Linked DNA regions of Sus scrofa: regions 1, 2 and 4 are each linked to region 3. The links are chromatin contacts, called in public HiChIP or PLAC-seq maps. All regions are on one chromosome and are shown on one strand. The core of a region is the stretch at or near the end of the contact, and the rest is flanking DNA. Distances in the headings are between cores, read along the strand shown. Region 1 overlaps ZSWIM6 (zinc finger SWIM domain-containing protein 6). Region 2 overlaps ERCC8 (DNA excision repair protein ERCC-8). Region 3 overlaps LOC102161888 (a long non-coding RNA gene). Region 4 holds the start of ZSWIM6 (zinc finger SWIM domain-containing protein 6).

Region 1 (6,631 bases), core at 3,719-6,218, 150 kb before region 3:
GGTTTGTGAACAGGGAGCTAAGTTATAACTAACAACCAAATCCCCAACCTGAAGTGTATATGGTCCTTTGATGGGAAAAACTGATGTAACTTCATCATTTTACTCTATTCAACGGCAGCAGAGTTAACACAATGGGGCTAGCAGAATTGTGATAAACAAAAAATGTCAGTCACTTTTTTCAATGTGATTAAAACATTATTTTAACACTGAAATAAAAATAGAATAGACAAATCAGCTTGAGATACTACCTTTAATTCTTCATGATCCACAGAATGAGACCAGGCAGATAACTTGTACACAAAATCGAAAGTTTAAATAGACTACAAAAAGTTTTTATTTTTAGGAGGAAGCCAGAGTGCAACATTTATTGCCTTTAATTAATATAACTGATGATCAAAATAAGAGCCTAAGAATGGAGCATGTAACAAGTCTCTGAGTACAGAGGTAGACCATAAATCATAAACATGGTACTTTGAGAAACTCCCTAAATTTTCCTTAATATTTGAAATTCATAGTTTGACACCAATTTACTATAGGAATCTAGTAAAGTATGAATTTAAATTATACCCTAAAGAAATGCAAGGAGATTGAAATGGTGCCTCTAATATCAAACAATCTCTGAGCCCCTAAAAATAATGGACTGTTCCTTCACTTATCAAAAAATATTTTCTTTTATACATAAAACTCTTGCAGTAAGCATAAGTGCACTTGTGCGTATGTGCAAGAGTAGTGAGATAATTACATATCTTTAGGGGTTAAGTACACCTGATGTCACATCACACTTTAGGCATACAGTTATTTCATTTTGAACCATTCACTCTAGAGAGTAATTACTCATCCTATAACTTGGCGATAAAAAGCAGAGCTATTCAGCATTTCAGCAATTACACAGCACTGGTGGACTTTCATATGAAAGTGCTAAAATTAGGACCAGCTATATATAAATTTGCTAAACTTTTTAACTTGTGACCAGCCCACATAGTAAGCTACAACTGCTGCAGACACAGCTAAACATAGAATAAAAGTTGAACCCACAAGCCATTCACTAACTCAAGAAGAGAATATGGTGCCAGCAGGAATGAAGTCAGAAGGCAAATCTAATAATCCATGTCTTTCTATCTTCTATTAGACAGTCAGGTTGCACACCCTTACAATGCCTATTCCCAACTGAAAAAATTAAGGTCTTTGTATCTCAGACTAGTGGATTAAATAGCCTCTAGAAATGTTCCTTTACACAGTTTTCATAGTTACACACAGGAGGGAATAGAAGAGAAAGACCTTGGATGTTGTCTGGAAAGATGTATCTCATCTTACCTCGCATGCAAATGGATAAGTTTCCTAAAACGAAAGGCAAGAAATATTTTAAGGCTTGCTCTAAGAGTTAGACATGTACTCAGGCTATAACTTAGTAAGTAAGATGAGAATGTCCCCAGTACTTTAGCAAACTACTAAATCTCTCCATCAACAGAGCTAACACAACCCACTAGCACCTGGAACTGCCTTCCAGTAATGGTGCTGTGTGCACTTCAGCAGCCCCACACAGCTAAAGCACCTCCTACATAAACTGCCCCCAAATCTCCCACTAAAATGAAGGAACTGATAAAAGAGAAAATGGTAATTGTTTCAAGCCAAAATATTAATGTTATCAAATAAGGAGATTAAAACTTTTTTTAAAAAGCTCAGCAAAGAAGAAAAGTCAAGTGAGTACTGTATCAACTCCAAGAAGCAAGAAGGTACTATGGATCATACATCCATTACTACTATCATAGAGGGAAAAATAAAACAGTACATTCCAGAAATCATGGAATACTTTTCAAAGGTTGGAGCTGATTTTGAATGGTGTTACAGACCAAGGAGGTCTCTGAATGGTTTCCTTTGTGCACATGCAGGCAAAGAACTGCCTGGCAATACCGAGAAAGAAGATGGGACAATGAAAAAAATCGCACTTGAGAGGCCGTCTAGCACAGACCCACTGGGTGTTCCTCGACAAATAACTTAGCATTTCAAGTCTATTTCTTCAGCCACAGAATGAAAAGAATACCTTCTTCCCAAAGTTGTTATGAGGGCTGGAAACAATGCTTGTAAAGCACAGAGCTGGTAGTCAAAAGTGGTAGATATTACAAGCTGCAACTATATAAAACAGCAAATGAACACATATTTCAAAGAGAGTTTAGCCCCCATCCCAACCCAAATGAGATAACTGAAAAAAGTTCAAGTTTGTCCAAGATCACTTTAATGGGATAGAAATAAATTTATATGACACTTGATTGATATTTCCTACATGCATCATTCTAGCCGGCTCCTTTTGAGTTCGATTAACATGCATAATCAAAGATTAACATGACAAAAAAAATGAAAGAGAAAAATTCAAGCATAGTCAAGAATACACAGAGTAACAAATAGAAAAAGATACTGAAGGCAGACCCACTGTATGGCCCAAGCGACCCTGCATAGGAGCTATGTTCAAGGCCAGTGCCCTGCCCATCATGATGATCAGCTGTTCCTATGCAAGAGAACTGACCTACACATGTGGGTGAGAGTCTCCTGCTCTAATTACACACCCTACCATCCTCTCAAAAGCTTTGGCTGTTCGGTTTTTTCCCAGATTATCAAATGACAAATTCATGAATTTCTCAATTCATGTTATATAAACCTACATACCAATACAACTGATCTTGATAAGAGAGCTTCTCAAACTCTTCTAAGGAAGTCCCTCTAACAGCATAAACAAATGAAAAAGTACCTTTGGATAGTCTGGGAGTGGCCCAAAGAGGCCACAAACACAAACTTAGACTGTTTTTCAAACTGACATACTTTGTAGGATAAGTATGAGGTAGATGGTAGAGAGAACCATTGAGTAAAAGCACTAAATCTTCCTGGAGAGTCAGAAAAATATTTCCCAAGTAAAACACCACTGCCTTCACACATTTATTCAACAAATTTTTTCTGAGAGTCAACTATGTGCAAAGGGTTGTATTATTAGGAGGGGTGAATATAAAAATACATACATAAAGGCATACACAATTTAATGGGGAATACAATCCAAAACCACAAAGGAATCTATGATTAGTGTTACAAAGGAGAGAACCCTTTGCCAGGAACTTTCTCTACGCTAAGTTGAAAATTAGGCATGAATCAGGCAAAGAAGAGTACTCTAAGCAGAAAAAAGAATACAGGCAAGGGCAGCTGAAAGGCAAGAGAGAACAGTGTGCAAAAGGTAGCTGAGGGTCCAGACTAGATCGTGCTAGACCTTGCACATCCATGAATGACTTTAGTCTTCTAAGTAAAGGGAAGTCACTGAAGGTTCTGCACAGGGAGAATACCGACAACACCATCCTGTATCACAATCTTGTATCATAAGAGCTGGTCCCTGCTTGCTAAGTTTACAAGCTGATAGTAACACTCTTAAAAAAAGCCCATCTTACTCATGCATGTGTATATACACATAGAAAGAGCATACATTATAAAAATAGGGAATTCTCATTGTGGCTCAGCAGTTAACAGACCTGACTAAGATCCGGGAGGATGTGGGTTTGATCCTGGGCCTTGCTCAGTGGGTTAAGGATCTGGCAGAGCCGTGAGCTGTGGTGTAGGTCACAGATGCGGCTCAGATCTGGCATTGCTGCAGCTGTGGTGTAGGCCGCAGCTGTAGCTCCAATTTGACCCCTAGCCTGGGAACTTCCATGTACCACAGGTGTGGCCCTAAAAATGAAAAGAAAAAAAAATTTTCTTTCTCTGATTACAAAATCAATATACAATAATTGCAGAGTTTGGGGGAAATAGAAAAAGCTAGAAGAAAATTACAATAAATGGAGAAAATTAGGTAAAAACCAGAGCATAAGAGAATTTATTTTCCTCTTGTGTAACTATTTAGAGTTCAAGGACTTTCATGTATTGCCATATAGGTCTCTTACAGCCTCATGATAGAGGTGACAGAGGTGTAATTATTTCCATCTTATAAGGACTCAAGGAAATCCCGAGCCAGGAAGAGATCTGCCTAAGGGTAAACGGTAGTAAAGATAAGACCCAGGGAAAAGGATTCTAGTCTCCTGATGGGTCAGGCATCTACTTCAGCTCATGGCCATGTGATCAGTAAATGGTACACACACTCACAGAAGTGTCTAACTGCAAATACCTAAAATGAGCAGTACCCATAAACATCAATCAAAAGAAATGTGTAAAACAGATTTGTATCATTAATACAAACATATGCTCAAGCACTAAATATCAAATAATGAAAGGAAAATTTACATATCTTTAAGTTAACAAAAAGTAGGGGGGGAATCAAACCCATGGAGATCAAGAATCTTTTCATTAATTGCTTCCTTTTGGTATGAATTAGAACACAGAGCAAAATCATCTATTTCCTATCTGAAAGAGTGGAGCCCACTCATGAAGACGAAAGGTAAGCCAAAGGTCTACTTTCAGTCCCCAACAACTCTTCTTTCCCTTCCTTCCTATCTCCCTACACACATGCTGTAGCAATGTGTGCATGCAGAGTATAATTTTAAACTGATTTATCTTTCTGGAAAACAAGATATACAACTAGGGTAACCATGTATTTTATCATCTAGCATGGAACATTCATAAGAGTAAAACAGGTTAACTGTTCCTGATTATGCCAGAAAAAAGAGGTATAAGCCAAACCGACAGGGCAAATGGGAACACGAGGTCTTCAAGTATCTGGATCCGTCCCGTTTCATGAGTCAAGTTGGGAGTAACACTCTATTGCTCAATTATTGTTCAAAAAACTGCTTGGTATGTCCCATTTCATGCAAAACTAAGTCTTAAGGATGACTCTCTCCACTTAGCTGTTCTTCTAGGGTTTTGTCTTGTTCCTTCGTCTGGAACATATTTCTCTGCCGTCTCATTTTGTCTAACTTTCTGTTTGTGGTTTCCTTTCTGCAAGCTGCAGGGTTGTAGTCCCTCGTGCTTCTGATGTCTCCCCCTGGTGGGTGAAGTTGATCTAGGGGCTTGCACAGGCTTCCTGATGGGAGGAAATGGTGCCTGCCCACTGGTGGGTGGAGCTGGGTCTTGTCCCTCCGGTGGGCAAGGCCACATCCAGGGGTGTGTTTAGAGCTAACTTTGTGCCCAAGACAACTTTGGACATCTGCTGATGGGTGGAGCTGTGTTCTCACCCTGTTGGTTGTTTGGCCTGAGGCTTTCCAACACTGGAGCCTACAGGATGTTGTGTGGGGCCAGGTCTCATTTCCAAAATGGTGACCTCCAGGAGAGCTCATGTCAAAAATGATGATTATTTTCTGGGGCCTCTGCCTCCAGTGTCCTTGCTCCTGCAATGAGCCACAGCAGACTCTTGCCTTCCCAGGAGACCCTCTAAGATGCACAGGTAGGTCTGGCCCACAATCCTATGAAGTCACTGTTTTGCCCTGGGTCCCAGTGCACGTGAAACCCTGTGTGCATCCTTTAAGAATGGAGTCTCCATTTTCCCCAGTCCTGCGGAGCTCTTGTCTTGAAACCCTGCTGGCCTTCCAAACCAAATGCTTTGAGAGCTCCTCCTCTGAATGCCAGACTCCCAGGCTGGGGAACCTGACATGTAGTTCAGAACTCTCACTTCTACGGGAGAACCTCTGAAATATAGTTATTTTCCAGTCTGTAGCCACCAGTGGGATGGGATTTTCTCACATCACTAAAGCACCCCTCCTACCATCTCGTTGTGCTTCTTCTTTGTCTTTGGGTACAGAATATCTTTTTGGTAGTTTCCAGTCTTTTTTGTCAATGGTTGTTCAGCAGTTAGTTGTGATTTGGTGTCTTTGTGAGAGGAGATGAGCTCAAGTTCTTCTACTCTGCTGTCTTCGAAAAGATTACTGGCTTATCACACAAGGATATAAGTCAGGAACAGCCAGATGGAAGAGCATAGAGAAATGTAGGATGGGACACAAAGCTTCCACGCTGTTCTAGGCACTCCCCTCTCCCCAAATCACCACACATTCACCAACCCAAAAGCTCCTAGAAGATTTTCTTATCAAAATTGAGTCTTAAAAAAATTCTACCTCAAGAGAAAGTCATCAGTATTTTGTAGGCCAGTTTAATAAACATTCCTATCAATTAGAGAATGTCTTCCCACAATGTGTAAGATCTTGTGGGGTGTTTAAGTTACATGTGCTTTGCAAGTCATCTGGAAAAAAGCTTTTAAAAAACCAGTTTATATAAAAAGTGAAATATCAAATAAAAGGAAAAGTAATTTCTTAATCCCTCAAAGGTATTTAATACTCAAAGTTATTTTCTTTGGTAACCCTAAAGTACTCTTCTGAACAAGAATGACCAAATTATTTCTTTAGAAGCTGGAATCATCTAACAAATAAACTGCCTTCAGAACAGTTTTTCAGCTGATGCTGTTAACAGGTTAAATAGCTAAAAGGAAAAAAGTCCCCTCAAATAAGAAAAGGAAGAAAGCAATCTTACATGGTATCCGTAAAAGCATACTGGTAATAATAAACCAAGTCTTAAAAACCAACCTTCCCATCTTAAGATCATATTCCTTTCGAAATATCTCCTTAAAGACTAAGTTACAGCAATGCAGATACAGAAAATCAAATATAAATTAAAATTTGGAGCTACTTTTTTCAACTAAGAGAAGTTCACACAGGTACACACACGGAGACATATAAGC
Region 2 (7,001 bases), core at 2,408-4,907, 210 kb after region 3:
CTTGGTCTGCTCATCTAGAGTTCCTAAAATGGCAGCAGAGTCAACAGTCCCATAGTCACCTATATCTTCCATAATTCCATTTACATTCAATTTGAGTTTCACTTCCAGCATTATCACTTTGTGTTGCTTTCGTACACTTTAGTTTTATTTCCCGGTTCCTTCATTCAGTTATGTGTTTTGAGAAATTCCTTGTGGGTTTATCTCAGGGACATGATGGTAACAAAGCTAAATGCTGTGTATGAACTGAATAACAAATGTACAGTGATCATCCAAGACTTTGAAGGAAATCATTCCAAGTGGTCACCAATTATAATGTGCATGTTATTTTCATAATCTTTTGTGAACTGAAAAGCAATTACCAAACCTTGTTCTTTATGCTATTACTCACAGTAAATATACCACAATAACTGAGATTTAAATCATGTCATGGTCTGGTATTAACTCAATCATGCTAGCTGAAATTCACATATATCAGACGATGCGAAATAAGAACTACTTGTATATTTAAGTTAAAGTGTTTAAGGTAGTTTGTTTTTTTTTCTTTGATTCCCCTCATTAGTTGTGTGGGGTTCTTTTGGGGTTTTTTTTGCTTTTTGGGGTCTCACCCGCGACGTATGGAAGTTCCCAGGCTAGGGGTCAAATTGGAGCTACTGCTGCTGGCCTATGCCATAGCCACAGCAACTTGGTATCGGAGCTGCTTCTGCACCCTACACCACAGCTCACGGCAAGGGTGGATCCTTAACCCACTAAGCGAGGCCAGGAATCTACTCCCACCTCCTCATGGATCCTAGTGGGTTTCGTTAACTGCTGATCCACGAAGGGAACTCCCGAGTCGTGCTTTAGTTTAAATAAACAACTATACAGTCCTGTTTTAGTCAAGAATATATCTACTGTAATTTGCCCTAGCTTCTTGTCATTGGCTATGGTCAAAGGTATGAACACTAAAATGCAGGGTTTACAATTCAAAGTCTCCTTTTTTATTTTACAACTTTTTTGAGGTACAATAACATACAGTAAATTGCACATTAAGTTAGAGTATATAATTAATGAGTTTTGACATAAATAAACACTTCCGATGTCATCATCATAATCAAGATAACAAACATCCACAAGCCCCCAAATTTCATTGTGTCTCTGAAATCCCTCTCTCCCTTCTTTCCCTGTTGCACACTCTTTCTACTCCAGCAAACCACTGATCTGCTTTCTGTCACTATTGATTAGTTTGTATGTTTCAGAATTTCATATAAATGAAATTTTGTGTAGATTCTTTGACTCAGAATAATAGAAATTTGTCCATCCTGTTGCATGTATTCATTCTTTTTTGTATTGATGAGGAATATTGCATTGTGTGGATATACCAGGACTTACTTATCCATTCATTTCTTAATGGGCATTTGAGTTGTTTCTAGTTTTTGGCTATTATGTATAAAGTTGCTCTAAACATTCATGCACAAGTCTTTTTATGGACATAGGCTTTTATTTCTCTTGGGTGAATACCTGGCACTTTTTAAGAAGCCGACGGTTTTCTAAAAGCTTACATATCTATCAGCAGTGGATGAAAGTGCTGATTGTTTCACATTTTTTATTTCCCCTTTCCTGCTTTCTTTTGGATTATTTGAAAATTATTTAGTATTCCATTTTAATTTATCTATTATGATTTTAACTGTATATCTTTGTATAATATTTTTTGTGGTTGCTATAGGAATTATAAAACACTGACTTCTCATTTTCTGCTTAGAATCAATATTTTACTCTTTCATTTGGCATATTGAAACTTTATCACCCTTTACCCTCCACCATATATGTTGCCATTTTATATATAAACTTCATTGGACAATGTTGCAGTTTCATCAAACATATTTTAAGGAACAGCATTGTCTATTTTATTTACCTAGGTATTTAATATTTCTTTTGTTCTCTCTTCATTCCTGATATCCCAACTTTCCTTATATCACTTAACTTCTGTCTGAAGAACTTTATTTAGCAATTCTTTTAGAGCAAGTGTCATGGATCTCTGGTTTCTGAAAAGGAATCTTCAGTCATTTGAATCGTTGTTTCTCTATAAGTAATTTGCCGTTTTCACTAGTTGCTTTGAATTTTTCTTGGTTTTTTCAGTTTTCAGCAGTTTGATTATAATATGTATTTGCAAAATATATATATAATATATATTTACATATAGATTTCTTAGAATTTATCATAGAATCTTCTGCCCTTTTTTTTTTTTTTTTTTTTGCTTTTTAGGGCCGCACCCTGGCATGTGGAAGTTCCCAGGCTAGGGGTCAAATCGGAGCTACAGTTGCTGGTCTATACCACAGCCACTGCAACACCAGATCCAAGCCATGTCTGCAACCTACACCACAGCTCACAGCAACTTCGGATCCTTAACCCACTGAATGAGGCCAGGGATCAAACCTATGTCCTCATGTATACCAGTTGGATTCGTTTCTGCTGAGCCACAAGGGGAACTCCTATTCTGCTTCTTATAGTTTATATTCTTCTACAACTTGGGATGTTTTCAGCCTTTATTTCTGTCCAGTATTGTCACTGACTTTTCCTCTGTCATCTCTAATCTGCTATTTAGTCCATAAGAAAAATTGTTTTTTATGAAAATTAAATTTTTTGATGAAGAATAATTTTATATTTTTCAGTTCTAAGATTTCATTTAGTTCTTGATTATATCTTCTGTTATACCTTAATTACATCTTCTATTTATTTGCTTCTTTTTATTACTTTTTTCACATTTGTTTCAATTATGTTCACAATTGCTTGTTTAAGCATATTTTAATGGCTACCTTAATCTCTTTGTCAGATAATTTCAACATTTGTTTCATTTCAGCTTTGGTGTCTGTTGATTGTCTTTTCCCATAGCAGTTGAAATGTCCATGATTCTCCGTATGCAGAGTAATTTTGGATTGTACCCTGGATATTTTGAAATGTTCTGAGACTCTGGGTCTTGCTTCAGTCCTGTGAAGAACAATTTTTTTTTTTTTTTTCAAAGAGGCAATTGGCAAGGTTAGGTTCAAGCTGAAAGTTCTTACCTTCTTATGTGTGTTGTCCCAATGTCAGTTCAGTTTTCAAAGCTGTTTCACATCTGCCCCCAGTATGCCACTTTGTAGTCTGTGAACTGAGTGGTGCTCTGTTAGTTTAGTTTTCAAAATCTTTTGTAAGCTACTTGAAGTTAGCTAATGCATGCTCCACTCAATGATGAGTCCTGGAGTTCATAAAAAACTTCATTGTGAGGTTGCCTTCCTGAGCTTCTCTGTCTCTGTGATCTTTCTGTTACCTCTCTTCACAAGGACTTCTTTTGGTCCTCCTGCCAGAAACCCTGGCCCTAGTGACCCAGTTCTGCCATATGCATCTGGGCCCAGATCTGGGCCTGTCAGTGAGAAGACTGAGGAAGAAAGCAATGGGAGTTGGACCCAATCTGGTGGAATCAGAGCTTTGATGAACAGAGAAAACAGATTCCCTCCCCTAAAGTTCTGGCAACCCTTAGGCCATCATTTCCAGCCATTGCCATTACTGCTGTCAGATTGCCAGGTGCTGGGCCACAAGAGAATGGAGAGAAGAGAAAATATATATGAGTGATTTCTGTATGACCTTGATTACTGCAGTTCCCTCTTTTGCTTGTAAAACTTTGTGTCACAGTGCTCACTTCCTGGTTTCTAACTATATTAAACTGGGGCCAGGAAGTAGCAGAGGAGAAAAAATAATAATAAACTAGCAGTTGGTTTGGTGGTATGTTGAATTTTGGTGTTTTCCCCCAATCCGCCTGCTGCTGTTTACTTATCAGAGTCCTCAAATAGGTATTCCATGCATTTTGTTTGATTTTTGTAGTTGAATTTCTAGAGAAATGGTTGGCATTTGCTTATTAATCTTACCCAGAACTGGAGTGGCTCCTTTTTTTTTCATCTTTTTAGGGCTGCTCCTGTGGCTTATGGAGGTTCCCAGCTAGGGGTCAAATAGGAGCTACAGCTGTCAGCCTACACCACAGCCACAGCAACACCAGATCTGAGGTGTGTCTGTGACCTGCACCATGCTTGCGGCAATTGCAGATCCTTAACCCACTGAACAAGGCCAGGGATCAAACCAGCATCCTCATGGATACTAATTGGGTTCTTAACCTATTGAGCCACAATGAGAACTCCCAGATTAATTTTTTAAATAAAATAAAGCTAAACACAGAGTTCCCGTTGTGGCTCAGCGGGTTAAGGATCCATTGTTGTCTCTGTGAGGATGCTGGTTATATCCCTGTCCTCGCTCAGTGGATTAAGGATCCAAAATTGCTGCAAGCTGCAGCATAGCTCACAGATGCAGTTTGAATCAGGTGTTGTTGTGGCTGTGGCATAGGCCTCAGCTGCAGCTCCAATTTGATGGCTGACCCAGGAACTTCCATATGCCACAGGTGCAGCTGTAAAAGATAATAATACCTCCAAATATGTTTAAAATAATTTATAAATTCTTAAATATTATAAATTAATGTAGAGATAAAAAATTAGACAGTTGTAAGCAAAATGCAGAAGTCACTGTTATATTAAGTTAGGGTGAGATTTTTTTGGTTAAAAACACCAAACATTTTGTTTGTTTTTTAAATTTTTTTGGAGTATAGTTGATTTACAATGTTATATTAGTTTCCACTGTACAGCAAAGTGAATCAGTTGTACATGTACATATATCCATTCTTTCTCAGATTCTTTTCCCATATAGGTTATTACAGAGTATTGAGTAGATTTTGCTGTACTACACAGTAGACCCTTGTTAATTGTCTATTCTATATACGATAGTGTGTATATATTAATCCCAACCTGCTAATTTACCCCCCGCCCCACATTTCCCTTTTGGTAACATAAGTTTGATTTCAAAGTCTTTGAGGCTATTTCTGTTTTGTAAATAAGTTCTTTTGTATCATTTTTATTAGATTCCACCTGTAATTGATGTCATATGTTATTTTGTCTTTATCAGACTTACTTCACTTAGTATGATAATCTCTAGGTCTATCCATTTTGCTGCAGATGGCATTATTTAATTCTTTTTAATGGCTGGATAATATTCCATTGTATATACATACCATGTGTTTTTTATTCATTCATCTGTTGACGGACATTTAGGTTGCTTGCATGTCTTGGCTATTGAAAATAGTGCTGCAGTGAACGTAGAGGCTCATCTATCTTTTTGAATTATGGTTTTCTCCAGCTATATGCCCAGGAGTAGGATTGCTGGATAATACAGTAGTTCTATATATAGTTTTTTAGGGAACCTCCATACTGTTCTCCGTAGTGGTTGGTAAGAGGGTTTCTTTTTCTCCACAACCTCTCCAGCATTTGTTGTTAGTAGACTTTTTGATGACCATTCTGACTGGTGTGAGGTGATTATTTATTATAGTTTTGATTTACATTTCTCTCTTAATTAGTGATGTTGAGCATCTTTTCATGTGCTTTTTGCCATCTGTCTTCTTTGGAAAAAATGTCTATTTAAATCTTCTGACCCTTTTTTTCGGTTTTTTTTTTTTTTTTTAAACTATAAAGCTGCCTGAGATATTTGTATGTTTTGGAGATTAAGACCTTTTTAATCACTTCGTTTGCAAAGATTTTCTCCCATTCCGTGGGTTTTGTTTTTGTTTTGTTTTGTTTTTTATGGTTTCTTTTGCTATACAGAAACTTAAGTTTAATTAGGCCCCATTTGTTTATTTTTGTTTTTATTTTCCTTATTAGGGGGTGGGTCAAAAACGATATTGCTACAATTTATGTTGAAGAGTGTTCTGACTATGTTTCCTCTACTAGTTTTATAGTATCCAGCCTTACATTCAGGCCTTTAATCCATTTTGAGTTTATTTTTGTGTATGATGTTAGAAAATGTTCTAATTTCATTATTTTACATGTAGCTGTCCATTTTCCCAGTACCACTTATTGAAAGGACTTTTCTCCATTGTATATACTTGTCTCCCTTGTCATGGATTAGTTGATCTTGTATTTGTATGTACATTTATCTCTTTCTTTTTTTTTTTTCTGTCTTGTTACACTGTTACACTGATCTATATTTCTGTTTTTGTGCCAGTACCATACACTTTTAATGACCTTGTAGCTTTGTAGTATAGTCTGAAGTCAGGGAGCATGATTCCTCCAGTTCTTTTTTTTTTTTTTCAAGATTGCTTTGGCTATTTGGGGTCTTTTGTGCTTCCATACACATTAAAAATTTTTTTTGTTCTAATTCTGTGAAAAAAGGGATTGCATCAAATCTGTAGATTGCCTTAGGTAGTATAGTCATTTTGATAATATTGATTCTTAAAATCCAAGAGCATGATATATAAAAAGCACCAAATATTGTAATGGACTGCATTATTTAAAGCACAATAATGTAGAATTAGTATACAGAGTTCCCATTGTGGCTCAGTGGATTAAGAACCCATCGTAGTGTCCGTGAGGATGTGGGTTTGATCCCTAGCCTCACTCAGTGGGTTAAGGGTTCCATGTTGCCACAGGCTGCAGCATAGGTTGCAGCCCAAATCCACTGTTCCTGTGGCTATGGCATAGGCTGGCAGCTGCAGCTCCAATTCATCCTCTTTCCCAGGAACTTCTGTATGCTGCAGGTGTGGCCTTAAAAAGGAAAAACAGGAAAAAAAAAATTAGTATCATAAAACATGTATTCAAGCAGTTAACAATATAAAGCAAAATGTAAGGAAAATTTGACACTAGTTTCTTTTCTAGAATGGTCCTGAGTAGATAGTAAATACACACATATGGAGAAAATTAATAAACAACACACCAAACTTAACACACATATATAACTTTACATCTCTTAAATGGAGAAGTATATATTTTTTTAGATGTCAGTGGTACATTTATTAAAATTTCATATGCTTGGCCACAGAGAAAACTTAGACAAATTCAAAATGATAGCCATCTTGCAGGTCATACTCTTTGATCATAAGCTAAAGAAATTGGAAGTAAATTAATTACTGAGAACATCATCATCACTTCTAATTTAATGTTTGAAGACTTAGGAAT
Region 3 (6,790 bases), core at 3,056-5,555:
ACAGCTCCGATTGGACCCCTAGCCTGGGAACCGCCATATGCCATAGGTGTGGCCCTAGAAAAAAAAAAAAAAAAGAGAGAGACAAAGAATACCTGAATCTGATCTATGCTCTTATAAGTTAAATTTCACTTTTCAAAATCAATACACCACATGTTTCTGACAGAAACAATGTAGAGGGCAATACAGTTCACTCTTGATCTTCCAAAGATTTATCCACAGCATAGCTTATTTCAAGCAAACCTTGATCCGAAGTTTGGTAAAATAACCACGAATTCTGCTCAAGTCACATGTGGTCAACACTCTGTCTAAATATTTAATCCAACATCCAGAATCAAGGCCTTAAAGGCAAAATAATTATTTGCCTCACTGTAGCCTGGCAAAGATAAACACTGAATGAAAATAGGCATCTTGTTTTAGGCTGGTGCTTTATTTCACCCTGAGTTAATAACTCCTCTTGTTCTTTAAATAAGGAGACTAGGAATGCATTCTGCAAAAAGGAAAGGAGAAAGACAGAGATACAGAACAATCTTCCAATGAAGCTGAATTATTCTATCTAAGTTATATCTACATTATAGCTCATTATGTGGCACAAAATTACTATAGGTGAAAGGATATTTCCGTAAATAGAACTACATACATTAAGAACATGATTTAAAAGACATAGACCGTAACTGGTAGCCCTGTTCCCCAATATCACTGCTATAAATGGTGTCGCACTGAATTAGAGTTTCCCAAAATATCACTCACATTCAAATACAAATTCTAAGATATTTTATTTATTTATTTTTCTGTTGTTTTTGCTTTTTAGGGCCACACCTGCAGCATATGGAGATTCCCAGGCTAGGGGTCTAATTGGAGATGTAGCCGCCTGCCTACGCCAGAGCCACAGCAACATGGGATCTGAGCCGAATCTGTGACCTACACCACAGCTCATGGCAATGCTGGATCTTTAACCCACTGAGAGAGGCCAGGGATCGAACCCGCAACCTCATAGCTCCTAGCTGGTTTCGTTAACCACTGGGCCACAACAGGAACTCCAAATTCTATGATATTTTAAAATCAAATCTCATTATGTTGGAAGTAGTTACCATTTATAATGAAATTAAAAAAATAACACATAACTATTTTCATGGAGCAGAAACAAATGTGTTCTGGGATCAAATATAAACTCCATATATTAAAACAGCATTTTAATTGAGGAGGGATAAAAACATTTGTCAGTAACTAGATTTCAAATCCAGGCCTCTTGAGTACATGCCTAGTGTGCTTTCAACATACCACAGCTGTCTTTAGTTTCCTTGATAATGATTTATCCCAAAATCTTCATATGAAAAAAGTCACTTTAGTAAATAACTGCAACATCTCAGGTTTTTTTTTTTTTTTTTTTTTTTTTTTTGTCTTTTAGGGCCTCACCTGTGGCATATGGAAGTTCCCTGCCTATGCCAGAGCCACAGCAACACCAGATCCGAACCGCGTCTGTGACCTACACCGCAGCTCATAGCAATGCGGACTCCTCATGGATGTTAGTCAGATTCATTTCCACTGAGCCATGATGGGAACTATCTCAATCTTCCTGTTTTTAATTAGACAGACATGCATTCTCATTTGTTTCTACCACCCCTCACAAATGATTATTTATAGAATAAATCTCAGTTTAAAAAGGTACATTTTCTAAGCAAATTTTTTGCTAGTTTCCACGTGAAAAATATTATGAGAAATTGGAAGAACACAGCCATATGTCTGCTTTTTCTACTCCTCAGGGGCATTCAGTGACCAAAAAGTGATATATACTAAAGCAAGAATAGGATTGAGAGCCTGCACATAATATAGTATAGATGATTTTAATTGAACACTAGACCATAAATTAAGTGTAAATGGTTTCTAATCAAATGTGGTTTAAAATTAATTAAATACTAATAGCAAGAAGCTTAGTTGTTAATTCATTAACGTCAAGATCACACTTACTCAGATAATTTCAACCATCAACTGTGATTTTATTTCCTTTAATTAATCTCTCTCAAGATATATATAAGCATATAGCAAAATAATTATTTTATCAGGGTATGCTATTAGATTTAAAATTTTATAGGTCAGCACGGCAGTTATTTGTACAAATGTTAGTGTTCTGATAAAGGATGTCAACCATGTAAATTCACTTCCTATGAATAAACAGTTGTTATATTTAAAATCAAGCTTCCTTCAGTTTTGGCAGTGATTGCTTAAGTAAGGTGTTGTGTGGCATAGAAAATAAAATTTTAAATACTTTTCTTTGTGTGAAACTGTGTTAAAGAAGGCAAACAAACAATTCTCACTCAATGTGTAACCCTCTCTGAGTTAGATAGGTTAAAGATGGCTAAGTCAAAGAAGGGGTTCTAAAACAATCACTGTGTTTTACAACCAGAGTGTCATAAAACTAAACTGCATAAGAACCTATCAGCATATGAAAATGGAACAGAAAAATCTGAGACACAAAACTGGCTATCAGGAAAAATTTTAACACATAACTTTTTCTTTTTCTTTTTTGTCTTTTGTCCTTTTAGGGCCACACCCGTGGCATATGGAAGTTCCCAGGCTAGGGGTCTAATTGGAGCTGTAGCCTTCGGCCTGTGCCAGAGCCACAGCAACACCATATCTAAGCCACATCTGCAACCTACACCACAGCTCAGGGCAACGCCGGATCCTTAACCCACTGAGCAAGGCCAGGGATCAGACCTGCAACCTCATAGTCCCTAGTTGGGTTAGTTTCCGCTGAGCAACGACAGGAACTCCACATAACAATAACTTAAAAATTGTGCAATCTACTACTGTATATCCATCTGTGGTCTTTAATTGTTAATTGTTCCCTTTCAGTGACTGAATTACCTCTCATGTAGTAGGTTTGCTTAGGCTCAAAGTTGATGGAGTTGATGGAGAAGCTGCACAGCAGAGAACCCCCCCAACCCCACCTAGGGCAGGGAGGGTAGTCTAGGAGAAGCTACAGCTGGTTTTCGTAAAATCACAATGTAGTGGAATTGTCGAGGTTAGTGGTTCCCATCCTTGTCTGCGAATTAGAATCATGCCTGTGTTCCACTTCCAGAAAGTGTGATTTGATTGGTCTGGGGTATGGCCTGGGCGTTGGAATTTTAGAGAGATGTACAGATGATTCTAATGTGTAGACAAATTTGGGAATAACTGATTTATATTCTTTTATGTTTTTATCTTAAATTTTTTTGACAAATTAGATTCATGTCCACTTTCTCATAATTCCTATATTAATCTCATGGCATTTTGGAAAATCCATGGAAGTAATAAGTGTTCTGGAATGTTCTCACAAATGTAAATTCACAGAGATTCAACACCCAAAAGCAAAAGTACTGTACAACATAATTGAATTATTTATCATTGTCCAAAGAAAATAAGAGTTGGAAGAATAAAGGCATAAATGAGCTGAATTTCACAAAATGCTTTTTCATGACAAGAATTACTACTCTTAAGGATTTTTTTCAAATCCAAGTCCTTGAAACTGTTTCCTATCCTAAAACCAGGCAGAAGACTTAGAAATACTGCCCACAGGAATGTGGGCTTAAGTAATGATGTGGATTTGTGTGACCTATTCCAACTTTCCACTTTATCAGATGGAGGAGAGACAGCTGCTGGAATGAGGAATAAGGAATTGGGTCTTACACATGAATAAACCTGTAGAGATACTAAGTTCATTAATGTTCTTGTTGGCAGGAATCAAAGTGACTTAGAGGCAGCCAAGTTGAATTACAGGTTTGATTTACTTGAGCGATACATGCTATGCGGACATCAGCATTTTTTTACACCAGCCTCAAGGCAGGCCTGACAACCAGCGTGCAATTCTTCCTTTCACAGTAAGATCCAGTTGTAGTTCCCTGTGGCTTCCCTGCCTCCTGTGGGGGCATATGAATTGTCTAGATTAGAGAGGAAAGAAAATAGTTTTAAAAGTTAAAAAGTGTCAGTTTATCAATAATGAATAATGGGGATACTAGATATCTTTGCTCCTTAAAAAAGAAAGAAAGAAAGAAAGAAAAAAAAACCAACATAAAAAAAATCCCTATAAGAGTTGAGGAGATTGAAAGCACATGTCACACTGTCAGGAATTCATAAAAAGAACACGTAACTTCACTCTGATATGTGGGATTAACATGCTTTAAACAGACTGAGGTACTGAGCTGAAGGTACTGCTCCTTTGAAATTAAAACAATGACCAGATCATAATGAAGATATGTGGGTGTCACCATCAGAACCTTCCTACCTTATGACACAATGTAATCTGATGTCGGTTCAAAATTCTACTAATAGTTGGGCAAACCAAGGCGTTACTCACATAAGTGGGAAGTGGGGCAAAGGTGCCCAACGAGAAGTATATGATATGAGTGAATGGACAAAAGTCAATGGTAAAAAGCAGGCAATATGGTTCAATTTTAAAGGTTAATTTGGTTTAATGAAATAAAATGCTTTCTAAAAGCCAACATAGCTAATTCTCAAAATCTTCAAGTCTTATTGAAAGTTGACTGCAAATCACCAAAACACAGAGACAAAATAGCAGCTATGTTCTCCATTATTTCCAAATACACAAAATCATCCACAAAGGTGCTATTCTGGCAAGTGACACAGTAATTTGGTGTTCATTTCTCCTGCCAACTGCAACCAGTTGTTTGTTGAATCTTTAAACTTAGGTTTGAAATTGAACTGTTCATTTCCCTATCTTCTGCTTCTGCTTCCCACATATTTGCTGCCAAAGTTACAGTCAATCACCACAATGGCCAAGCCAGAAGCTGGGAGTCATCCCGGCTCCTCCCTCTGCATTTCAGTGCCTACCTCCAAGTCCCATCCATTATGTACACTGAATAGCATAGTAACCCTCTTCTCCAGCCCTTACTCCACCATCATAGGTCATGTCCTCATCCTCACTAGTCTCTGTATCCTAATTTTGTGTGTTCTGTCAACACTCCCCTTACCCTTCTGTTTTGCTTTTTTGTTTTTTCTTCCTGGAGTTGCCAGAAAATAGGCCACTTTAAGGAATTAGGGTAAATTTTGTTTTTAGTGAAGAGCAGGTAGCAGTAAATCTAAAGGTAAAATACCAAGCAAAGTAGGTAAGTTAATGTACTGACTTAAGCTGATCAATCAATTTTAATTTCACTTCACAGTTTATGTATGTATGTATGTATGTATGTATGTCTTTGTATGACTATACCCACGGCATATGGAAGTTCCCAGGCTAGGGGTTGAATCAGAACTGCAGCTGCTGGCCTACACCACAGCCACAGCAACGCCAGAGCCGAGCCATGTCTATAATCTACATCACAGCTCACGGCAATGCCAGATCCCTGACCCACTGAGGCCAGGGATCAAACCTGCATCCTCATGGATACTAGTAAGGCTTGTTAATGCTTTGCCACAATAGGAACATTTTACAGTGAAACGCCAACATTGGACAATTCTGAATACTGATCTTGGTAACAAAAATTTAAGCCTTCTTCAAAGACCGTATCAACACGAAAGATTTCACTTGTCTTTGGACTACTCACCATTTAATGTTAAGATGGTGAACTGAAATTTCTTAACAATATTTAGCAAAACTTGGGAGTTTCTGTTGTGGCTCAGTGGTTAACGAATCCGACTAGGAACCATGAGGTTTCGGATTCGATTCCTGGCCCTGCTCAGTGGGTTAAGGATCCGGCGTTGCCTTGAGCTGTGATATAGGTCTCAGACTCAGCTCGGATCCCTAGTTGCTGTGGCTGTGTAGGCCGGTGGTTACAGCTCCGATTCGACCCCTAACCTGGGAAACTCCATATGCCTCGGGAGGGGCTCAAGAAATTGCAAAAAAAGACCAAAAAAAAAAACCCCAAAACAATATTTAGTAAAACTCTACAAAGTAATAAAGGCAAAAATAAATGGTGTTAAGGCACAAATGGACTTGCATCCTTGAACCTAATGTTGACAGATCATTTACATGAAACCCTAAATTCTTAATTTATATTCAACTACAGAATGCTATCCCCCCCCAAATCAACTGGTTTTTGGTGCAGGAAGTGCTAGCCTTCCAGGTTAAGAGTACTGTCTGTGATAGAAACATTTTACTTGAATCATTTCCTAAATATTTGTCCAAAAGTATTAGTAGCTCATAAAACATGATATGATCTTTAAAAGGATATGATCTTAATGCAGGGTTGTAAAAGATGTAACTGAGAAATTTTGCTTTAAGTACTTTGTACATGGGCATAAATGACTTATCACAAACCTATGTAGTTTGCTTTTAGAAAGATAAAACAGCATCATGGAGGAGAAATTTGCCCTTTCTTTTAGCTGAGTTGGCAATTCTCCATGACACGATTATACTAAGACCTGGAAGATAAAGCTATGATCAGCTACTATTACCCAACATAAACAATTCTGGGTCAACCATTGTGAGTTACAGTAGACATGAGGATTAAAGCTAGTGACCTGGACTACCGAAGTCCTTTAACCTTTCATTCCTTGAGTCATGCAATGCTTATGGCCTAGACATGCTTATTTAGGGCTTAAGTTTGAATTTATTAACCTTATTTAAAAGATGGCTTATCAGCTGAGAAGCTGATTGAAAGCAGGTCATCTAAAAATCTAGTAAATTTTCTTTTTTTAAAGGTAGTATGAGTTAGCAAGTCTAAAACTACTTTCCATTTATTCTGGCCTTGAGCAAATGAGTAAATATACTGAGGACAATGGTAATCAACTTCATTTCTGTTGAGGGAGTTACAAATATGAAAAAAAGTAAAGACTAAAAAGTAGGGAAAAATTGGAGTTG
Region 4 (6,053 bases), core at 2,549-5,048, 130 kb before region 3:
TTGGGAAAATTTTTTATATGGCTTCTAAATCATTACTTAAATGCTGTCAATAACATTTACATGTTCTTCAGTGATACTCCCTTACAATATATCCTTATTTAACAAAAATAAGCCAACTATGCTTTCTCTAAAACTTCCCATAATCAAGTGATGAACAGTTCTGCACCAATTAAATATTACTTACAACCACTACACCAAAGGTTTAATTATTTTCCTTTAAATTTCTTCTTAAACTCTAGGAGTTGAAAAATAAGCAAGTATGTTTAATTTCTGGGAGGTCCCAATGCTCTGTCCCTTGATCCTTAAATAATCTTCAACAGTACAACTGTAAAATAAAGTCCAACAACTAGACTGTCTGTAGCTGCAATTGAGTAATCTCTACAAAAGTCAATGAATACTTTCTGTACAAACTTGTACTTTTGCAATACTAGAAAACTACTTATGATGCTATCAACACAGTATTCTGACCTTTTCCATTTCAGGTTATGAAGTGAAATGGAGTTCTACCTCAAATCACAAAATTATAAAATAAGCCTCACATTAGTTCCAATTCAAACCACCACTTGGAGCTAAATTAGATGGTTAATCTAGCCACTCTCTCCCTTCTTCATCAAGAAAAGTCCTGGTCATAAATTTTCTATCTCACAGTGCCAGCTGCTAGGCATTCAACAGCCTTCCATCTCTAAGCTGACTGGCACAACAAGTAATACAACTTGGAAGTTAAGGAAACTGCCAGAATTCAGAGGAGGAAAAAAGAACATTTTCCACAATATGTACAGCACTTGTTTAGCTGTAAGTGTTTCTGAACGGGCGGTAAACCTTCAAGCTATATGAGAAGCATCATACTACTTCATATCAACCACTGCCAACTCCATTCAGTGGCCTTCTTCCCCTCTGGGGACTATTCAAAAAGTTACTATTTTCTTTTACAACTCACCCAGGCCTCTTCACCAATGAAAGCAGGCAAAGCCCACGCTGTGTGTCTGTCTCCTAGAGAAGATTGCATCTTTTATTTATCGTCCCTTGGCTTTATTTTCACAGTGAATTCCTGGCTTAAATGCAATCAGCCAAGAAACCCTCCCTATGTGCTCTTCTGTCATTCCTCATTGCTTGCAAGCAGAGTCAAGCACAGAGAGGGAGGGAGAAAAAAAAAAAAAAAAACTCAACACTGCCAGCCAAGCCATAAAAACTCACAAACTCTAGTTTGTTATACTGAGAAACTATGGATGTGTTTCAATCCATTTCAACCAGGCAGAAAACGAAAGGGGGGGGGGCGGTGATGCGCTGTGTAACATGAAAGAATGTTAATTAGATTTTTTTAAAAAATGGATGGATGGATAACCTCAGAAGTTAAATCCTCCTCTAGATTTAGGAAAGGGTATCTCACCTAGAAAAGGCAACACTGGGGGCTGCCTTAGAAATAAATGACCATGCAGAAAATCACATTTGCAGATTGCATTAGAATTCAAATTAACCAGACAGGATTAAAACAAATCTTAATTCTCTCTTGGGGCCCCTACCCAGACCCCCACCCGACTCCCAAAAAGAAAGATAAAAGGAACTGACTAAGGAAAGAAGATTAAATTAAAAATCAGAGACAGTGACGCTTGCAAATCTCGCCCCATTCATTAGGAAAAATGTTCACCACCACAATCTAAATAGACAGCAATATGAGAGGGAGTAGAAAATACACTGCTTGCAATTAGAACAAAAATATGGGGAAAGGGGAGCTTCACTACAGCATTGTTCTTTTCAGTCCAGCTCAAACACCCATGACTATAGCTTTAAAAAAAAAAAAAAATTGACCAGAAAAACACACTGGAAGGTGGGGGGAGGGGGGAGAACAGAGAAAGCTCTTAAAACTCGGTATTTGAGAAAACTCTCATGGTCTGTCAGAGAAAGGAGGGCTGTGCAGCTTTAAATCACAAGTCCTTCTCTCGCCTTTGTCAAATATCTTCTACTTTACAAGCCCTGAAAAGAAATAGAGACTCTTTTGTTTGGTTTCCCCTTTTCGGAGGTGACAGAAAACTGAAAGGAACACAAATAAACCTGAAAATGAGAACAAAGTGCGAGGTCGTGCCCGGCTGCCAGGCGGTCGCTCCGGGCGGGACGCGGGAGCAGCCTCGGAGCCCCTCCGCCTCGCGCTCCTGCAGCCGCCGGCCGCGAGCCCCGGGCCGTCACTGCTCCCCGCGGCTCGCACGGAGCGCGACCCCCGGCCCCTCGCGCAAAGAGAACTCTGGCGGGAGGAAACCCGGGCATGCCTCGGAAAGGGGAAGAGCCAGCCGCTCCCGGCCCGGCTCGCGCCCTTTAATTCGGGGGGCGTCTTCGGCGGGAGAGATCCCTCAGGAGAGGCGTCCAGCCCGCCGCCCGCGCAGCTCCCACAGGGCAAGGCGCGGAGCGAAGGACATTTAAATCCCGGGGCGACCGGCGGAGCTCGTCCGGGCCAGCCCAGACGCCGCAGCGACCCCTGGAGCGCCACGGCCGCCAGCCCGTCGAAGCCCTGAGAGGAGCGGCCGCCGAGTGGCATTAAAATGTATTTTCCTCCCCTCAAATCGAGGGGGCGGGGAGGGAGGGGGAGAGGAGAAAGAAAGACGCTCAGCGAGCCACAGACAAGGAAAGAGAGGAGAGAGAGCATAGAGCTCGGCCCGGCCGCCCGCTCGGCACCGGCCGGCATTGTCTGTGCGGCCCGCGCCCCCTCCCCCGCCCCGCACGGCCCCGCCACACACACCCTCCGCCGGAGCCCGGCCGTCCGCCGGTGCCTTTGTCCACATTCACCCCCCAAAACAGGCGAGCAGGGCTCCAGGACGTGCTCCGGGGGAGGAGGGGGAGGAATGGAGGGGACCGGGAGCACCCGACACCCACCCCGCCGACCCCGCGGCGGGGCGCGTCCTGCTGATTCATTTCCCACTCGCGCTGGCCCGTCCGGGGAGACAGGGGGCGGGGAGGGGCGGGGAGGAAATGGGCGCTCCACTCAGGAGGACTGTCCGGGCCGGTGAGGGCACCGGGCGGGGTGCGGGCGCGCGCTGCGCTGAGGGGCTGCCCAGAGGGGAGGGGGCGGGCGCCCCCCTGAGGGACTGACCGACGGACAGACGGCCCCCAGACTGCCCCGTGACTCACCGACTTGCAGGACGTTGTCGACGCAGCCGCTTTCCAGCAGCGCGATGCCCCGGCGGAAGGGCAGCCGTGTCTCATCGCCGCCGTCCGCCGACCCGGCGGCCCCCACCGACGGGGCCCCGGCCCCGGCGGCGGCGGCAGCGGCGGCGGCGGCGGCGGCCGAGGTGGCGGCCGGCGAGGACGAGGAGCCGCCGCCGCCCGCGCCGCCCGCGCCGCCGCCGGGGCCGCCGCTGTCGTCGCCGGGGCCGCCCGCGGCGCCGCCGCCGGTGTTGAAGGACGAGTACATGCAGATCTCCCGCTCGCTGCGGGGGAAGGACCAGTAGACGATGCGGCGCTGCACCGGCTCCGGGATGCGCTCAAAGCGCTCCTCCACGCGCTGGAACGGCCACTTCTCAGCCACCTTGCGCGCAGCGATGTCCAGCAGCGACTCGGGGCTCTGGGTCTTGCCCGGTGGCAGCAGCCCCAACGCTGCGCCGCCCCCGCACACCGCTGCCGCCGCACCGCCCGCCCGCGGGCCCGGCCGACAGGCAGAGCTGTAACCGCCACCCGCTCCTCCGCCGCCGCTGCTGGCCCCGCCGCCGCTGCCGCCGCCGCCGCCGCCGCCCGGCCGGCAGCAGAGCCGTTTCGCGGGAGGAGGCTGCTGTCCGCGCTCCGCCATGACCGCGCCGCTTCTAACCCGACAGCGGAAGTGCCGAGACCCTATAAACGGCACAAGGAAGCGCGACACGCACACGCCGCCGCGACGCCACGCTGCCATCTAGGGCCCGCCGCTCCTTGTATGGGCACAAGAGGCGAGGCCTTCTCCATGACGTCCTGGCTGAGGCGGGGCACCGATAGGGGGACCTAGGGCCAGGGGCGGGCCCTATGCAAATCGCTGGGCTGAAACATAAATAGAGCACTCCGCGGACACCAGGGTAGCGGGGGCGGTGGGGTTGGGTGCCGGTGGGGTTGTGAGAATGTCAGGCTGCTGTGACGCGGAGGGGCGGGGCTCTGGCAGGGTTCCCGCGGGAGGGGGCGGGCCGCCAGGCCTGGCCTAAGGTGGGTGGGTCTTTGCGCCCCTAGCCTACTCAACTTACCCCTCCAATTCCCTGCCATCCTTTGATGTCCTGCAAGTGAGGACGCGCCTCGTGGGTCGCAGCGGGGAGGGAAGGGGAGATAGGAGGTGAGTAAGGAGGAGGTGTCCGAGCTAAATGGAGGGCGGGGCCGGCGGGTCGATGCCCCACCCCCCCATCAGAGCCTGCCCGCCGGGGGAAAAGCCTCTGGGCGGAGGAGGCGCTTTCAAAACAAAGAAATGCGGCGTGGAACCCCGGGGACCGGGGTGGAGAGGAAGGCGGAGGAGGTGCGGCTGAAGCTGCCCGGCCGCCCGCTTCCCCTCCAGTCAGACCGGAGGAACTCCCCCCACCCCCAGCCCAGGCTGCGGCGCCGGAGAAAAGGGAGGAGGCTGCGTTCCGCGGCTGTTTTCCAGTTCACTTTTGCAAACCTAGGCGGAGGAGGAGAGCACCAGCCCCGCTGCCCCTCGTGGCTGCAGTGCACCCAGCCCCGAGCTCCAAGTCCGCTCTGTCTCGGCTCCTGAGCCTGCCAAAGTGTCCGATAAAGCGCAGAGCGCTCCGAACCTGCCCAGTAGCAGTGCGACTTGCGTCCGGAGCCAGCCACAGCCGCCCCGCCCTCGCGCTTCCTCAGCCCCGCGGGCGAGGAAGCCGGCCCGCTCGCCGGCGCGGAGCTGGGGAACTTGAACCGGCCCTTGTCGCCCCCGCGGCCGCGCTGCGGATACACCAGTCCATGCCTGAGAGTGATCGGGCTCGTAGTGGAGGGCACCCGGGGGCAGTGGGTTTAGCAAACACACCTTTGTGAGTACAGACACCACGGGCGGGCGCGCGCGCGCGCGCACACACACACACACACACCCTACGGGCCCGAGCGCACAGCCCAGCAACTGCAGACGGCGCGCCCCGGCTGCTCCGCAGCGGACGGCGGCTGCGAGCGCGCTTGGTGCGCACTTGAATCTGGCACGCCTCGGCCCCAGGCGTCGGGCTGAGGGGAGCCCTGGCGCTCGGGATGTGCGCCGCGCTCTCTGCCGCCCCGAGCGGCCCATCCTCCAGGGTAAAGGCAGCGTGCAGGGCGGGCGAACAGAGGACACAGCTTGCTGGGGCCAGGGCCAGGGTAGAAGCGGAGAGTCCCAGGCTGAACCAGGAACGCTACGGACGTTGTTTTTCGCACTCAGCAGAGCTCCGTCGAACCTGGGTCCAAGACACAGACTTAATTATCACGTTAGAGACACCCTTACTCTTTGCCCTGCCTTCTGTTTTTGCTGTAAACCATGTCACTGATACTGTCGCTGTTGTAGAAGATAAACCCTATCTTCTTTGACACTCGCATCTTTTAAGGTTATTGGAGGAGAGCCACCTGCCTCCTCGTTGCTTGGATTTAAAGGGGTAAGAGCGCTCCTGAGTTTTAAAAAATCGTCCACTCAGGGCCGGGCCCCGGAGACCTAGAGCTCCACGTCTTGGTTCTTTCCCTCTTCAGGCCTCACCAAGCCCCAGACTGCAGGTTCCCAGGGGACCTGATGCTGGCCGACTTTCCATAGCTGCCTTACTTGTTAGGAAAATTTTGGTGACATTATGTTTTTGTATATCCATCTGGTATTTTTCTGGGCACCTCCTCAATGCTTAGGAAAAGGCCTGGGCAGAAAACTGGAAGAATATCTTTATGGGCAAAAGGGAGGGGGAAGGTTTTTCCTCCAGTTGTTCCATTTCTGGGTTTCTTGAAAAATAAAAAGATTTTAATTTTTAAAAATATAGGTGATAAAAGAAGAAAGTCGAAAAGTAAAATGTGGCTTCTGTTCTATCCTCAAACAGTAATGACAGGATTTAGGTTTGTGTAATACTGTGTAGATTACCAAGCATATTCATACACATACAGGCAGAACCGCTGAACTGGAA

What was found. HiChIP or PLAC-seq counts read pairs in DNA pulled down with a chosen protein or histone mark.
Region 1: an H3K27ac HiChIP or PLAC-seq map of alveolar macrophages shows a contact between it and region 3. The contact joins two enhancer-like sites. A contact is called at or near these places in 1 of 47 Hi-C or Micro-C datasets (embryonic fibroblasts) and 1 of 2 datasets of contacts at active chromatin or transcription factors (alveolar macrophages).
Region 2: an H3K27ac HiChIP or PLAC-seq map of alveolar macrophages shows a contact between it and region 3. The contact joins two enhancer-like sites. A contact is called at or near these places in 1 of 47 Hi-C or Micro-C datasets (embryonic fibroblasts) and 1 of 2 datasets of contacts at active chromatin or transcription factors (alveolar macrophages).
Region 4: a contact with region 3 is called in an H3K27ac HiChIP or PLAC-seq map of alveolar macrophages. The contact joins the promoter of ZSWIM6 here to the enhancer-like site in region 3. A contact is called at or near these places in 1 of 5 promoter capture datasets (liver), 6 of 47 Hi-C or Micro-C datasets (embryonic fibroblasts, fetal skeletal muscle, omental adipose tissue and 1 more) and 2 of 2 datasets of contacts at active chromatin or transcription factors (alveolar macrophages and skeletal muscle).

Annotation. Positions count from the first base shown.
Region 1 is chr16:40,120,593-40,127,223 of Sscrofa11.1, reverse strand. All of the region lies in intron 1 of ZSWIM6 (zinc finger SWIM domain-containing protein 6), which reads right to left. Among named protein-coding and RNA genes, the nearest start is that of ZSWIM6, 18 kb to the right of the region's middle. Within about 2 kb of position 4,968, at least 5 of the 83 cell types and tissues checked have an H3K27ac peak or open chromatin away from gene starts, as enhancers often do. A contact at or near this core is called in alveolar macrophages, where this site is marked.
Region 2 is chr16:39,761,102-39,768,102 of Sscrofa11.1, reverse strand. All of the region lies in intron 1 of ERCC8 (DNA excision repair protein ERCC-8), which reads left to right. Among named protein-coding and RNA genes, the nearest start is that of ERCC8, 5.7 kb to the left of the region's middle. Within about 2 kb of position 3,657, at least 5 of the 83 cell types and tissues checked have an H3K27ac peak or open chromatin away from gene starts, as enhancers often do. A contact at or near this core is called in alveolar macrophages, where this site is marked.
Region 3 is chr16:39,969,881-39,976,670 of Sscrofa11.1, reverse strand. All of the region lies in intron 1 of LOC102161888 (a long non-coding RNA gene), which reads right to left. Among named protein-coding and RNA genes, the nearest start is that of SMIM15, 15 kb to the right of the region's middle. Within about 2 kb of position 4,305, at least 2 of the 83 cell types and tissues checked have an H3K27ac peak or open chromatin away from gene starts, as enhancers often do. A contact at or near this core is called in alveolar macrophages, where this site is marked.
Region 4 is chr16:40,103,244-40,109,296 of Sscrofa11.1, reverse strand. ZSWIM6 (zinc finger SWIM domain-containing protein 6) reads right to left here and starts at 3,798. Exons shown (of 14, transcript XM_021076973.1): 1 at 3,118-3,798. The coding sequence starts at 3,772. LOC110257311 reads right to left here and starts at 3,111. Exons shown (of 1, transcript XM_021076974.1): 1 at 1-3,111. The coding sequence starts at 2,674. The coding sequence ends at 1,958.